2 separate regions of the Sus scrofa genome follow, and region 1 is linked to region 2. A link is a contact called in public Hi-C data. All regions are on one chromosome and are shown on one strand. The core of a region is the stretch at or near the end of the contact, and the rest is flanking DNA. Distances in the headings are between cores, read along the strand shown.

Region 1 (6,634 bases), core at 707-3,206, 360 kb after region 2:
TTCTTCCAATCAAAATTCTTGAGGATCTGCCTACACACACTCGGCACAGCTCCTCTTTCCTCCACCCGCTCCAACTGGACTGTCCACCCTCTGCTTCAGCCCAAGCGCTCAAGAGCGCTAGGAACCGTGAGGCCAAGTCCAGTGGCCCTCCTCTGTCTAGGCAGTACTTGACTTCTGAGCTGCATCCACCACTCCTCTTCCCCCCAAGACCCTCTTCTTGTCTTGGCCATGCTATATCGTAATTTCCTTTTTTTTTTTCTTTTTTGTCTTTTTGGGCCCATACCCACAGCATATGGAGGTTCCCAGGCTAGGGGTCAAATCGGAGCTGTAGCCGCCAGCCTACACCACAGCCACAGCAACGTGGGATCCAAGCTGCATCTGTGACCTACAGCACAGCTCACGGCAACGCTGGATCCATAACCCGCTGAGCAAGGCCAGGGATCGAACCCGTGTACTCATGGATACATGGACACTAGTTGGGCTCGTTAACAACTGAGCCACGTCGGGAACTCCTCCTCCTGTTTGCTTTTGAAGGAAACGGTGGTTCTCAGCTGGGGGTGACTCTGTCTCCCAGGGAATAGCTGGCAACATCTAGGGATGGGGGTGGTGCTTCTGGCATCGAGCAGGTAGATGCCAGGGATGCTGTGAAACACCCTAAAACACAGGAGGCAGGCCCTCCTCCCCAAACAAGGAATCAACAGCCCCCGAAATGTCAGTTCCGAGGCTGAGAAACCCGGGGATGAGGAGCCTGCTGACCATGGTCATTGGGCCCAATCCAGCCCCCTGCTTCTTCTTTGTAAATACCCCTGCCTCTTCTTTGTAAATAAAGTCCTACCAGAACACAGCCATGTCTATTTGTTTCTGGATCATCTGCGGCTGCTTCTGCATTAAAATAGCAAAATTAAAATAGCTGTGACAGAGACAGACATGCAAAACCTAAAATATTTTGATCTGGACCTTTTTCAGAGAAAGTTTGTCCAGCTGTGAGACTGCCTGCTTTTGGAGAGGGAGGGTGACATAATTCATCATTCCTGAGCTCACAAAGGAGAAAAAAAAAAAACAAAAACCCGTTTCTAAGACCCATGTCTTAGAGTTGATGCGTCACCCCTGGACATAACTGAAAACTGTTAACTGGAATGAACACGATTTCAGCAGCTAAAAGAAGCATTCTGCAAACATCTGCCTAGTGTTATTCCGAGTCTGGAAAACCAGAGAAAGCATTCCTATTTTCCATAAAATCTTAACTGGAGTTATGGGAGAAAAAGGTCCTAAGCAACATAAAAATAAGACAAGAAAAACATTTAATGGAGAGCCTGAGAGCTGGAAATAACCTATGTTTTTCAGTTGTCAAAATGTTCTTTGTTGCCACCTAGTGGAGGAAGGAGTTGTAGCCTATTAGAGGTGAGGGGGTGGAAGGTTTCTTTCCTCCCAGAAGAAACTGGGGAGACTCCAGGCCCCCAGCTCTTCTACCCCAGGGCAAACAGATGGAGTCAGCCTGAGGGAGTTGCATTATTTCTAGGAAATAAGCCTCATGAGCAATCCGGGGGCTCACTTATTTCTCGGTGACATGAAGAGGACATGTGGGTCTGAAGGACGTCAGAGCTCAGAGGAGGGGGCCCACACTTAAGTCAGTCTCCCCATCTCTGTTTCACAGAGGGAAGGAGAGCTGCTAGTTTCAATTCACTGTGGCAGGTGCCACCGACCTAAGGCTAATAAGAGTACCGACCTCTTGGGGCCTGTCAAATTCATCAATACATGAAATATCACCCACAGCAGATGGAGGTTCCCAGGCTAGGGGTCAAGTCAGAGCTGCAGCTGCTGGCCTACACCACAGCCACAGCCATGTGGGATCCGATCCGCGTCTGCGACCTACATCGCAGTTCACAGTGACGCCGGATCCCTGACCCAGAGCGAGGCCAGGGATAGGACCCGCAACCTCAAGAATATTAGTCACATTCGTTTCCGCTGCACCACAACAGGAACTCCCCACGTGATAGCCTTTAAAACCGTGCCAGGCAAATACTGAGGAACTGATAAAAGGCAGCAACTATCAAAACGCCTCAAAAGTGCCTGAACTGTTCCATTAGAATGAATATTATAAACGGAGGTCCAAGGTGGCCGCATTCTTACAGCCAAGAATGTTCTCTTGGTCGAGTTTCAGCAGCTACCCGGGGGTATCTCTCAGGTGAACACTGCACGTTTACGGCACTGGCCATTATGGGAGGAGAAACGGAGCAAAAGGCTCCCAAAGGAAGTCACCGATGACAGCCTCTCTAGGCGGCACACTCACTGAGAAGGAAACTGGAATTCTACACAGGATGCTGTGGGAGGGATCTGTGGGCAACCGACCATCACTGATAAAATAAACAAAGCAAACCAACAGGATGGAACAGTGGTCAGAAGCCCAGGCTCTGTTTCTCAACACACATAGGTTCAAACCTCAGCTCTGCTCTTACTGGGGGTATGACCTGGGGCAAGTCATTTTACCTAATGTTTAATCCTTATTTGTAAAACAAGGATAAAGCAGCATCTGCATCCCATGCAGTTTCTGTGTGTGGATTCTGAGAGGGGCTCATGTGCATAAAGCATGGAATAAAATTAAGTGCTCAGTAAACGTCAGCATGAGGTATTTTTATTACTACCTACTGACAGTTTTCCTCTTTTTGTTGCTTTATATTATACTTAAATGGGCAGAGATGACCAATAGCTTTTATCTCGCAAGTCAACTCTGATCAGTTGGTTGTGCCAGCTTGAAGCATTAGGATTTGATGGCTTGGAAAGGATTTGAGTCTCATCTTAATGTGAGAGCAAAGAGTGTAGCAATTGATTGGTAATGCCTGCCCTGGGTGCAGGAATGAGCAGTATTGCTAAGAAAGCCATTTCTGCCACAGAGAGCTCCTGATTAAGTGCTTTAGAGCCAATCACTCAGCAGGGATGCAAAGACAGCAGCACTAGTGACTATGGTTTGGGTGTGAAGGAAGAAATGGGAGTCAGAGTCCCATCTACCATTTCTGGAAAAGGGTGTCATTGTGTCAGTAGAGATTTGCTCTCTGACGATGTCCATCCTTACGAAGCTTCAGGACATCAGAATAACTGTACTCTGAGTCAAAGGCAAGGTCCACCTACCATGAGGCGATATGTAGACTCCCAAGGATGGTATATGGAAAAATCTGGAGAGTCTTTTTTTTTTTCCCTTGTCTTTTAGGGATGCACTTGCTCCATATGGAAGTTCCCAGGCTAGGGACTGAGTCAGAGCTGCAGCTGCTGACCTACACCACTGCTCACAGCAATGCCGGAATCTTAACCCACTGAGGGAGGCCAGGGATCAACCCGCATCCTCATGGGTACTAGTCGGGTTCTTAAACCACCGAGCCACAACGGAAACTCCCTGGGTTCTTTTTTACCCTGGTGACACCTCAGCACATTTCGGTCCAGCACCCACAGAGCCATTATTCATCACACACTTAGACTCAGTCTCTGGTCCAGTTCTACTCACTTGCCACACTCCTTGCAGGGGAAGATGGTGGTGGGGTCTGTCTCGCCACTGGTGGTGCTGTGGGAGGGCGAGCTCTTCACTGAGCAGTACCCGCTCTGGGCACTGCCAGGCTTCTGCTTCCCAGAGGGGACAGCACCCCGAGCTTTGGTCACCTGGTTGGTGCCACCGTGGATGCGAGCGTGGCCATTCAGTGCCTGTCGGGAGCTGAACACCTGGGGAAGAAAGGGAGTGACATGACATCTACAGTCCTGAAAAGGAAATTAGGGTTATTAGTCACTCATTGGCAGAACATGGGATATTTGAAACAGTGTCTAATGACAGGGCACAGGTTTTACATAAGCAAACTCTGGGCAAATGCCACAGAAAGTAGAGATCAAATACCACAACCACATTTTTTTTTTTTTTTTTTTTAAGGGCTGTACCCAAGGCATATGGAGGTTCCCAGGCTACGGGTCAAATCTGAGCTGCAGCTGCCAGCCTACACCACAGCCACAGCAACGCCAGATCCTTAACCCACTGAGTGAGGCCAAGGATCGAACCTATATCCTCATGGATCCTAGTCAGGTTAGTTAACCCCTGAGCCACAAAGGGAACTCCCACAACCACAACTTCTGCGCCAAGTGAAACGCACATTGTTGTTATAATCAAAAACTGGGGGCTCAACCTGGGCCCCTCTGTCTCACAGGGAGGCCCACGGGCCACTTTCCCTCCGTACATCTTATTTTTTCCATCTGAAAAATGAAGAGGTTTGGACCAGCTTTCAAACTTTTTTTAGCCAGGTACTACCTTCTTCCCCCTTTTTCTTTCTTTTGCCCTTCCCTTCGCTTCTGTTCTTCACTTAAAAAAAAAATCAGACCTTATTCCAAGTTCAAAGCAGAGGTGCTCTAGCTGAAATAGACAGCATCCCAGAATCGAGTCTATTTGCTCAGCTGTATCCCTCCTCCGGGGAGCCTAATACCTCAAGAGGCACAGCTTGAAAGACACTCATTAGCGGCTCTGATATATTCGGTAGGTTACGTCTCAGCTCCAATCAGCCAGCATTGAAGCAAAGCTTCAGACCCCCACATTTATTGCAGGATGTTAGAAAGGGGGACAACCTGGTCTTTTGAGGCTCATCATAAAGCACAGTCTCCCAGCCTCAGTATTACTGACATTTGGGGCTGGATGATCCTCTGTTGTGGGCATAGTCCTGAGCATTTCAGAAGGCTTATCAGCATCCCTGGCTTCTGCCCACTAGTTGCCAGCAGCACCTCCTCAGATGTGACAAAAATGTCTCTGGATGTTGCCAAATGTTCATGGGGGACAAAAAGTGGCCCACTTGAGAGTCACTGCCATAAGGGAGGTAATCCACACCCTTGAATTCCAAGAGCCCTGCCTTCCAGATTGTTAAATGCATCAGATAATGGGAGGACCCACTGAACTGTCCAGCCACAGATGGTTGCTCTGTGTTAAGTCCGTGAGTTCTGTGCATAGTCTTGTAGGGAAAAAAAAAATCTTTTTAGGGCTGCACATATGGCACATGGAAGTTCCCAGCCTAGGGGCTAAATCGGAGCTGCAGCTGCTGGCCTACATCACAGCCATAGAAACCCTGGACCCAAGCCGCATCTCTAGCCTGCACCACAGCTCATGGCAATGCCGGATCCTTAACCCACTGAGTGAGGCCAGGGATCGAACCTGCATCCTCATGTATACTAGTTGGGTTTGTTTCTGCTGAGCCATGATGGGAACTCCCAGAAAAGAAAAAATCTTGATGTAGCAACTAAAACCTCCATGTTTAGGCAATGAATAAAACATACTTTCCCCTGTTACTTTTTTAAAGTCATGAAAAAATAACCATCTTGCCAAGCAGTTTTGATTGGGTAAAGTAAAAGCTGATTTCCTGCTCAGTAAAGAATTTTCTGTACACCCAAACTATGAATTGAGGAAGCATCCAATTTCTTTTTTTCTTTTTTTCTTTTTTTCTTTTTTTTTGTCTTTTTGCCTTTTCTAGCATAGAGAGAGGTTCCCAGGCTAGAGGACAAATTGGAGATGTAGCCGCCGGCCTACACCACAGCCACAGCAATGCAGGATCTGAGCCATGTCTGTGACCTACACCACAGCTCACGGCAACGCCGGATCCTTGACCCACTGAGCAAGGCCAGGGATCGAACCCGCATCCTCTTGGTTCCTAGTCAGTTAACCACTGAGCCACGATGGGAACTTCCAATTTCTAAACAAATTCACCACGGGTACTGTCATTTAGAGTCAACATCTTAATCATCCCTGAACGGGTGCTCTATATGATACGGCAGTGATGGCGTGAAGCGTTGGGGCCATTAAACATCAAAGACAGAAACCAGCTAGCAATTGCTCATGTTCTCTAGAGCTAATGCAAAATGTATAAATCATTTAACTTTCTTTTCTTTTGAAAAATTTCTATGGCCCCACCCATAGCTTATGGAAGTTCCTGGGCCAGGGACTGAATCCCAGATGCAGCTGTGACCCATGCTGGATTCTTAACCCACTGCAGGAGATCGAACCCATGCCTCCACAGCGACCTGGTGCGCTGCAGTTGGATTCTTAACCCACTGTGCCACAGTGGGAACTCCTCGTTTCTTAAATGTAAATCAAGTGAATTTCTGCTTTAGGATCCAAATACTTTACTCTAATTTTTTTTTTTTTTTCTTTTTAGGGCCAAACCTGTGGCATATGGAAGTTCCTAGGCTAGGGGTTGAACTGGAGCAGCAGCTGCTGGCCTACACCACAGCCACAGTAACTTGGGATCCGAGCGGTGTCTGCAACCTACACCACAGCTCTTGGTAAGGCCGGATCCCCAGGCTGGATCTTGAACCGACTGAGTGAGTCCAGGGGTTGAACCCCGAGTCCTCATGGATACTAGATGGGCTCGTTAGTGCTGAGCCACCACGGGAACTCTAGGATCTAAATATTTAAAGACTGTTGCTTTCTTCATCGAAGTGACAGACTCAATAAGTAGCATTCAGTACACTCTAGAAAACAGGATTATCCTATGTAACTCACAAGCAAAGATAAGCACGAACTTGGGGAAAATAGGCCTTCTCATGAAAGAAGCAACATTCTTTGAATTTTTGGCAATAATACCTCTAGAACTTGCCTGCCCAGGGGTGCCCAGATTTAAGG
Region 2 (6,171 bases), core at 2,795-5,294:
CCCAGGCCAGAGGCCAGAGGAGGACCCTGAGGAGGCCTCTGCTCAGGTGGTAGGAGTCCTGCCCTTCCCTCTGAGACCAGCATCCCCTCCATCCTTTGCACCTCCTCCCATTTAACCAGGTGAGAGGTAGCCTTTGTGCCAGCTTCTGGCAGCCCTTTCTCTTTGCAGGAATTCCTGTCCCTGTAACGCCCTCAGGACACAGGGGTTCAATATCTTTAAACTTCCTCCCATGAATATGTGACTTCTCCTAGAGGGGTCTGTGTTGATCAAAGCAGAAGAATGAAGGCATTATGATTTTGAGCATGAGAAGGGGAAATGGAGTTCCTGCTATGGCTCAGTGGTAATGAACCTGACTAGTATCCATGAGGATGTGGGTTCCATCCCTGGCCTTGTTCAGTGGGTTCAGGATCCAGGGTTGCCATGAGCTGTGGTGTAGGTTGCAGATATGGCCTGGATCTGGCATTGCAGTGGCTGTAGTGTAGGCTGGCAGCTGCAGTTCTGATTCAGCCCCTGGTCTGGGAACTTCCATATGCCATAGGTACGGCCCTGAAAAGACCGAAAAAAAAAAAAAAAGGAAACTGTTTTGGGGTGTGCCCTTCCCAGCCTGCCTCAGTTGGACCACAAACATGGCAGTGGATCAGCTGTCCCTTTGATCTTGAAGGAGGAACCTCCAAATGGGAGGGGAGGGGGACAGACAGGTGTTTGGAAATTGTCCTAGATTGGAGAAGAGGTGGCCATGAAGAGGGGAGGAAAGAAGGGGAGGGGAAGGGAGGTAAAACCTAGCTCTACTTCTCTCCTTTTGCTGCGTTTCCTTAGGATCCTGAAATTCTGCATTTGGGGCACCCTGACCTGGACACCAGCCAAACCCCCAGCTGGCCTGGGCTCCGGACCCTCCTGCAGCAGCTCCCTCCACAGGACAGCGATGTGGGTTCTCCCTCTCTCCAGCTTCCCTCTCTTGCCTCCCTACTCTCTACTTAATGTGGGGAGAAGTCTGGTCCAGAAGTCAGGGGCCATGGATTTCAGGCCTAGCTGTGCCGCTAGTTGGGAGCCTGAAAGCCTGAGCTTTTACATCTACACAATGGGTGTGATAGCCTCTGCTCTGCCCACCACAATGCTTAGTTGAAGAGCAAATGGGAAAATGGACATGAACAGCTTTTGAAACCGAGAATGGAATGTGCAAATGAGGAGAGCATGGTTGTTAAGTATTTATTGAGGCCCTGGGGGTGCCCAGCCTAAAGGCCTACAGTTCTATGGAGGAGGCAAGGCAGGAGCATATGGTGTAAGTAGGGGAAATACAGTGGGAAGTGATACTGAGCTACAGATCACTGGGAGCCCGAAGCCATGATATCACCTGAAGCCGAGTGATAGGGTTAAGTGCTGCGGGGCTGTCAGAAGTGGGGGATGACCAGTTCTCTCTTCCTCTCTCTTTGTCGACACCCTCCTGCGCCCTTACCTCCTGCACCTCCCTGAGGTTTTACAACCATCCTTTGACCCAGTGGCTACACCTCCTCTCTCCCATCAAACTTCAGTCTTGCCTGCTGGGGCTCCCCAGGTCACAGTGGATGCCTGTTTCTGTAGGAGCGATATTGCCTGACCCTTGAGGAGGAGGAGCTGGCCGAACTGAGGCTCTTCTGTGCCTGGCGGAGGAGGGAGGCCCTGGGACAGGGGGTGGCCCGCCTGGTACCTCCCAAGCTTGAAGAATGCACCTGTGAAAAGGTATGTAGCACCTCCCCGTATTCTCCTTCCTTCTCTTTGCCCTCCCACTTCCGAAGACGGGGCTGGAGGGACTCTGGTTTGGGGTGGGGATTGACAGTTGGGCAATCGTTAGGAAAAAGGGAAACCAAATTTAGGGGTTCTTGGTGGAGCCTGCAGTGGAGGTGGGCTTGCAGTTAGGTTAGGGTTGGGATGGAAGAATCAGGAGGGGAGGTAGGAGGGTGGGGCAGCCTCTGACCAGCCCAGCACCCTGGCCCCGCAGTGCAGGGAGCCGCTGAGGCCAGGGGAGTATGGAGTGTTCGCAGCCAGGGCAGGAGAGCAGTGCTGCTGGCACCCGGCTTGCTTCGCCTGCCAGGCCTGTGGCCAGGCCCTGATAAACCTCATCTACTTCTACCACGATGGGCATCTCTACTGCGGCCGTCATCATGCGGAGCTGCTGCGGCCTCGGTGCCCGGCTTGTGACCAGGTACAGTGTCTAGGGGAGGGGCTGGAGGGGTTTTGCCCAGGGTCCAGCGATTCAGGATGTAATGAGACACCTCTTCCAGTACCACATAGTAAGGTACAGAGAACTAGGAGCCAGTTCTAGTTGTATTGTTGCCTTTGTGCCCTCCCCCACCACAAGCAAAGACCCCCAGATTTTCTTGAACTAGAATTTCTCCAGAGCAGGGACTCCTGGACAGACGTTCATCTCAGTAAGCCGGGTGCCCAGTGCTGTGCCTGCTCCTGCGAGGAACTGCTGTAACGTTGGCACAAGAGGCAGCACAGAACCCTGGGTTGGGCATCCAGGCGACCCGGGTCGTACTTCTTCAGACTGTGCCACTTGCTAGCTGGGGGATCCTGGCTAAGCCAATTAGCCCTCCCCGCATCCGAGAGTGGCTGAGTAGATCAGATGGGAATGTCTGTAGACGTGCTTAGCGTTAACTGGGCATAAGGCGTGGTTATCGGATGGATGAATGAGTGAATGAATGAATGAGCCGTTCCCCTCTCCCTCTCCCAGCTGATCTTCTCCCGGCGTTGCACCGAGGCCGAAGGACGGCGCTGGCACGAGAACCACTTCTGCTGCCAGGACTGCGCCGGGCCCTTGGGCGGGGGACTTTATGCCCTGCCGGGGGGTGACCCCTGCTGCCCCAGCTGCTTTGAGAGTCGCTATTCAGATGCCGGCTCGAGGCCGGCTGGAACCCAGGAAGGCAGGGCGTCCCTGGGTAAGGGAGGAGAAGGAGCAGATAGATCAAAGGGGAAGGGGGCAGCGGCTTGGGCTGGGCTGAGGGGGGGCGTTCTCCCGGGCTGGGACCCTCACCCCGGTCCCACGCCGTCCCGTCCCTCCAGTAGCGCCCCCGTCGTCCCCACCGCACCCCAGACCCGAGCCTCGGGGCCCGCAGCTCTCACCGCGCCTCCCTGGCCGGAGCGCTCCAAGGGCCTCCCGAACCCTCCCCGCGCCGCGGTTGGGGCTGCGGCTCGGGACTCGCTCCGGAGCTGGGGCCGCGGCTGCCCTCTGGTGGGCGGAGGCGGGGTGGGGCGGGAGCCGGGAGAGGACTTGCGGCGGCGGCGCGCACGGCCCAGGGGCGGGGCGGGAGGCTGGGCCCCGACGGGGACTGGCCGCCCGGATCCTGCAGAGAAGACTAGAGGCTCTGAGGCGGGTGTTTCTGACCCGGCCTGGCACAGGAGAGGCGGAGCTCGGCAGAGGTGAAGACCCCGACAGCTACCTGCGGAAGTCTGCGTCCATCTCCCGGGCAGCCCTTCTCGCCACTGGCGACAACTCTAGTGTGGAAACCCAGACGGAGATGCTTGGATCCAGTCCGGAGCAGGAGTGTCAAGCTGGGAACAAAGCGGAGGCACCCAAAGGGCAAGAGCAGAGCCTCCTGGAGACTCCTCTTGATCCCAAGGAGGACGCTCCCTGCCCCACCTGCTCCTCTTCCTCTGAATCGGAACCCGAAGGATTTTTCTTAGGCCAGCGGCTTCCCCGGCCCTGGGAGACCCCCAGAAGTCTCCAAGCTGGGGACAGCGACACCTCCAGGAAGCATTGCACCATTTGCTAGTAGCGCAACCCGGAGAATGAGGGGCTGGTGGGAGGGTGAACTGTAGGGCAAGAGAGCGAGGTTCCCCCCCCCAATATAAAAATCCTAGACTGAACGTTATCAGGGCCGTGGCTGGGAGAGGCGGCGAGATGATAAATTCGGAGTGCTTCCTTTCAGCCCGCACACTTTTCGTGGAGACTCTTGTGGAACCCCATTCCCCAAAGCTACGCATCCCCTCTAAGAGAGCCCCTATCCGACCCCAACAGGCTGGGCAGCCCCATCCCCCTCATCCTCCTCCTGAGCCAATGAAGTGATCACTCAAGAGACCACTAGTGATGATGACGGGTGGGCGAAAGCCAAGAGGGAGCTGGAGGTGGAACCCGACCAGGGGAGGTTGGAGCTGGGCGGCGCTTCGCTTCCCGCAGAGCTTGGAGTTCTCCCTCCCTCCCGGAGTCGGGTCGAGCTGCAGCAGCGGCGCCCTCTGCCTGCTGGTAGCCGGCGGAAGTGCAAGACCGGAAATTGCGTGATCCGCCGGCGCCGGCACGGTGGGTAGAGAGAGGCCTCGCAGAGTTCGGAGGTGCTGCCATGACTTCCACTGGGGTTGGCGTGAACCCTGCGGGCTCGTCAAATGAAGCTCCCGAAATTCCAGACAACGTGGGAGATTGGCTTCGGGGCGTCTACCGCTTTGCTACCGATAGGAATGACTTCCGGAGGTAACCGAGGCGCGGGAGCTGGGTCCCTTCTTCGCCGAGGCTAGACCCTCCCGATTTTTTACACTGCCAACATCTTGATCTCTTCGTGGCTCTGGGTGTGCTTTGCCGAGGCCTTTGACTGGGAGAGTTCCGCCCGGCCAGAGCGCTCTTTTCAGTCGCGGGCTCTGTCTAGAGACTCTCACCCTGACCACAGGGACCCAGGGAGAGGAGACACCAACACGTAAAACAGGCTTTTCGACCCTGAAAGGCTGCTTTGCACTTGACTCTGCTGTTATTAGATATGGAAACGCGCCCTAAATAACCACGTGGGTCTTGGGCAACCTATTACGGAATGATCAACGCTTCTGCGATTTTAAGCAATGTTTTTGCCTCGGGGAGGTTTTTCTAGGGTGATGATGGGAAGCCTTTTCCCTCAGTGTCTTTCATTAACCGAAGACACTTGACTCAGGGACCACAGGGTTAATGGGATGCATTTTTTTTTTTTCTTTTTTAAGTGCCGCATCTGCGGCATATGGAGGTTTCCAGGCTAGGGGTCGAAATGGAGCTGTAGCCGCTGGCCTACACCACAGCCACAGCGGTGCAGGATCCGAGCTGCGTCTGCCGCCGACACTACAGCTCACGGCAAAGCCGGATCCTTAACCCACTGAGCGAGGCCAGAGATTGAACCTGTGTCTTCACGGTTACGAGTCAGATTCGTTTCCTCTGAGCTACGACGGGAATTCCATGGAATGCATTCTCTTTCCAGGAACTTGATCCTCAATTTGGGGCTCTTTGCTGCAGGCGTTTGGCTGGCCAGGAATTTGAGTGACATTGACCTGATGGCACCTCAGCCAGGGGTTTAGCCATAAAGGTAAGCACTAACCACTGTTCCACTTGTTTTAGGCATCCTGTAGGCTGGGAGAAGATATAATTTATATCAGCCATTCACACAACAGTTTAATGGTTAATAGGAGAGAGACTGGATGTAAAACCAACTCTTGGCTATTCCTGGTTAAATGTGTTTCCAGATGTTGCAAGGTTTTTGAGTCAATTACCAGTTTCCCTCCAGTGATTTTACATTTCTAATGCCACCTGTTGTCTGATTGCAGACACATGGAACCCCTGTGCTGTCCTCCAACCTTCCAAAAACAGAGCATCCCATCTGTGACCATCACAAGACTTGCCCTGATGGCAGCTGACGTTTGATTCAGATGGGCAGCCTTCCTTCCCTGCTTGATTTCCTTTTCTTTGCTGAGTCCACTCAGAACACCCTCCTCTGGTCAGCAGGCAGGCCTCAGCTAAAGTGTTCTTCTCTGTTCTGTAAAGTTCTGTACATAGTTCCTAAGTTTCTGCAGGGGCTTATCTTTGCTCTTGTCCTGAGGAATAATCTAATGGTATTTTAACAAATATTTGAAATAAAGACTCTACACAAAGACAGCCATTTTATTCTTTTAATAAGAAACTTCGGCTTACAAAAACAAGGTGTAAAAAGTCAAGATTTACAAAAATCATAAAAACATGATTTCTATTTCACACTGAGACAGGAACAAGTCCCAAACATGAATTGTAACAGAGGTGGTTTGCTTCATATTAAAAGAAAAAAAGAAACAAACTGTAGCCACCATACACTGATGTTAACATAGGATGAAGCTTATCATTGAGGAATTTCCATTTTTGAGCAGTGCTAAGGGAAGAAGCCATTTTGGTGTTGCATAGCATTTTAGTGCACCAGGTGGGTTCTCCAGGCACCA

Evidence for each region. Hi-C and Micro-C count contacts between places; a contact is called where the count stands out from the background.
Region 1: a contact with region 2 is called in a Hi-C map of retroperitoneal adipose tissue, with 1.6 times the contacts expected there. The contact joins the enhancer-like site here to the promoter of TOMM6 in region 2. A contact is called at or near these places in 3 of 47 Hi-C or Micro-C datasets (brain, mesenteric adipose tissue and retroperitoneal adipose tissue) and 1 of 2 datasets of contacts at active chromatin or transcription factors (alveolar macrophages).

Annotation. Positions count from the first base shown.
Region 1 is chr7:37,338,110-37,344,743 of Sscrofa11.1, forward strand. TRERF1 (transcriptional-regulating factor 1) reads right to left here. Exons shown (of 18, transcript XM_013977938.2): 17 at 3,497-3,744. Among named protein-coding and RNA genes, the nearest start is that of MRPS10, 12 kb to the left of the region's middle. Within about 2 kb of position 1,957, at least 18 of the 83 cell types and tissues checked have an H3K27ac peak or open chromatin away from gene starts, as enhancers often do. A contact at or near this core is called in alveolar macrophages and retroperitoneal adipose tissue, where this site is marked.
Region 2 is chr7:36,972,434-36,978,604 of Sscrofa11.1, forward strand. TOMM6 (mitochondrial import receptor subunit TOM6 homolog) reads left to right here and starts at 4,045. Exons shown (of 1, transcript XM_013977927.1): 1 at 4,045-4,445. The coding sequence starts at 4,314. The coding sequence ends at 4,445. It overlaps PRICKLE4 (prickle-like protein 4), which reads left to right. Exons shown (of 8, transcript XM_021098686.1): 1 at 1-46; 2 at 817-924; 3 at 1,579-1,716; 4 at 1,976-2,179; 5 at 2,711-2,915; 6 at 3,376-4,441; 7 at 5,187-5,291; 8 at 5,530-5,855. The coding sequence ends at 3,749. It overlaps USP49 (ubiquitin carboxyl-terminal hydrolase 49), which reads right to left. Exons shown (of 8, transcript XM_021098683.1): 8 at 5,858-6,171.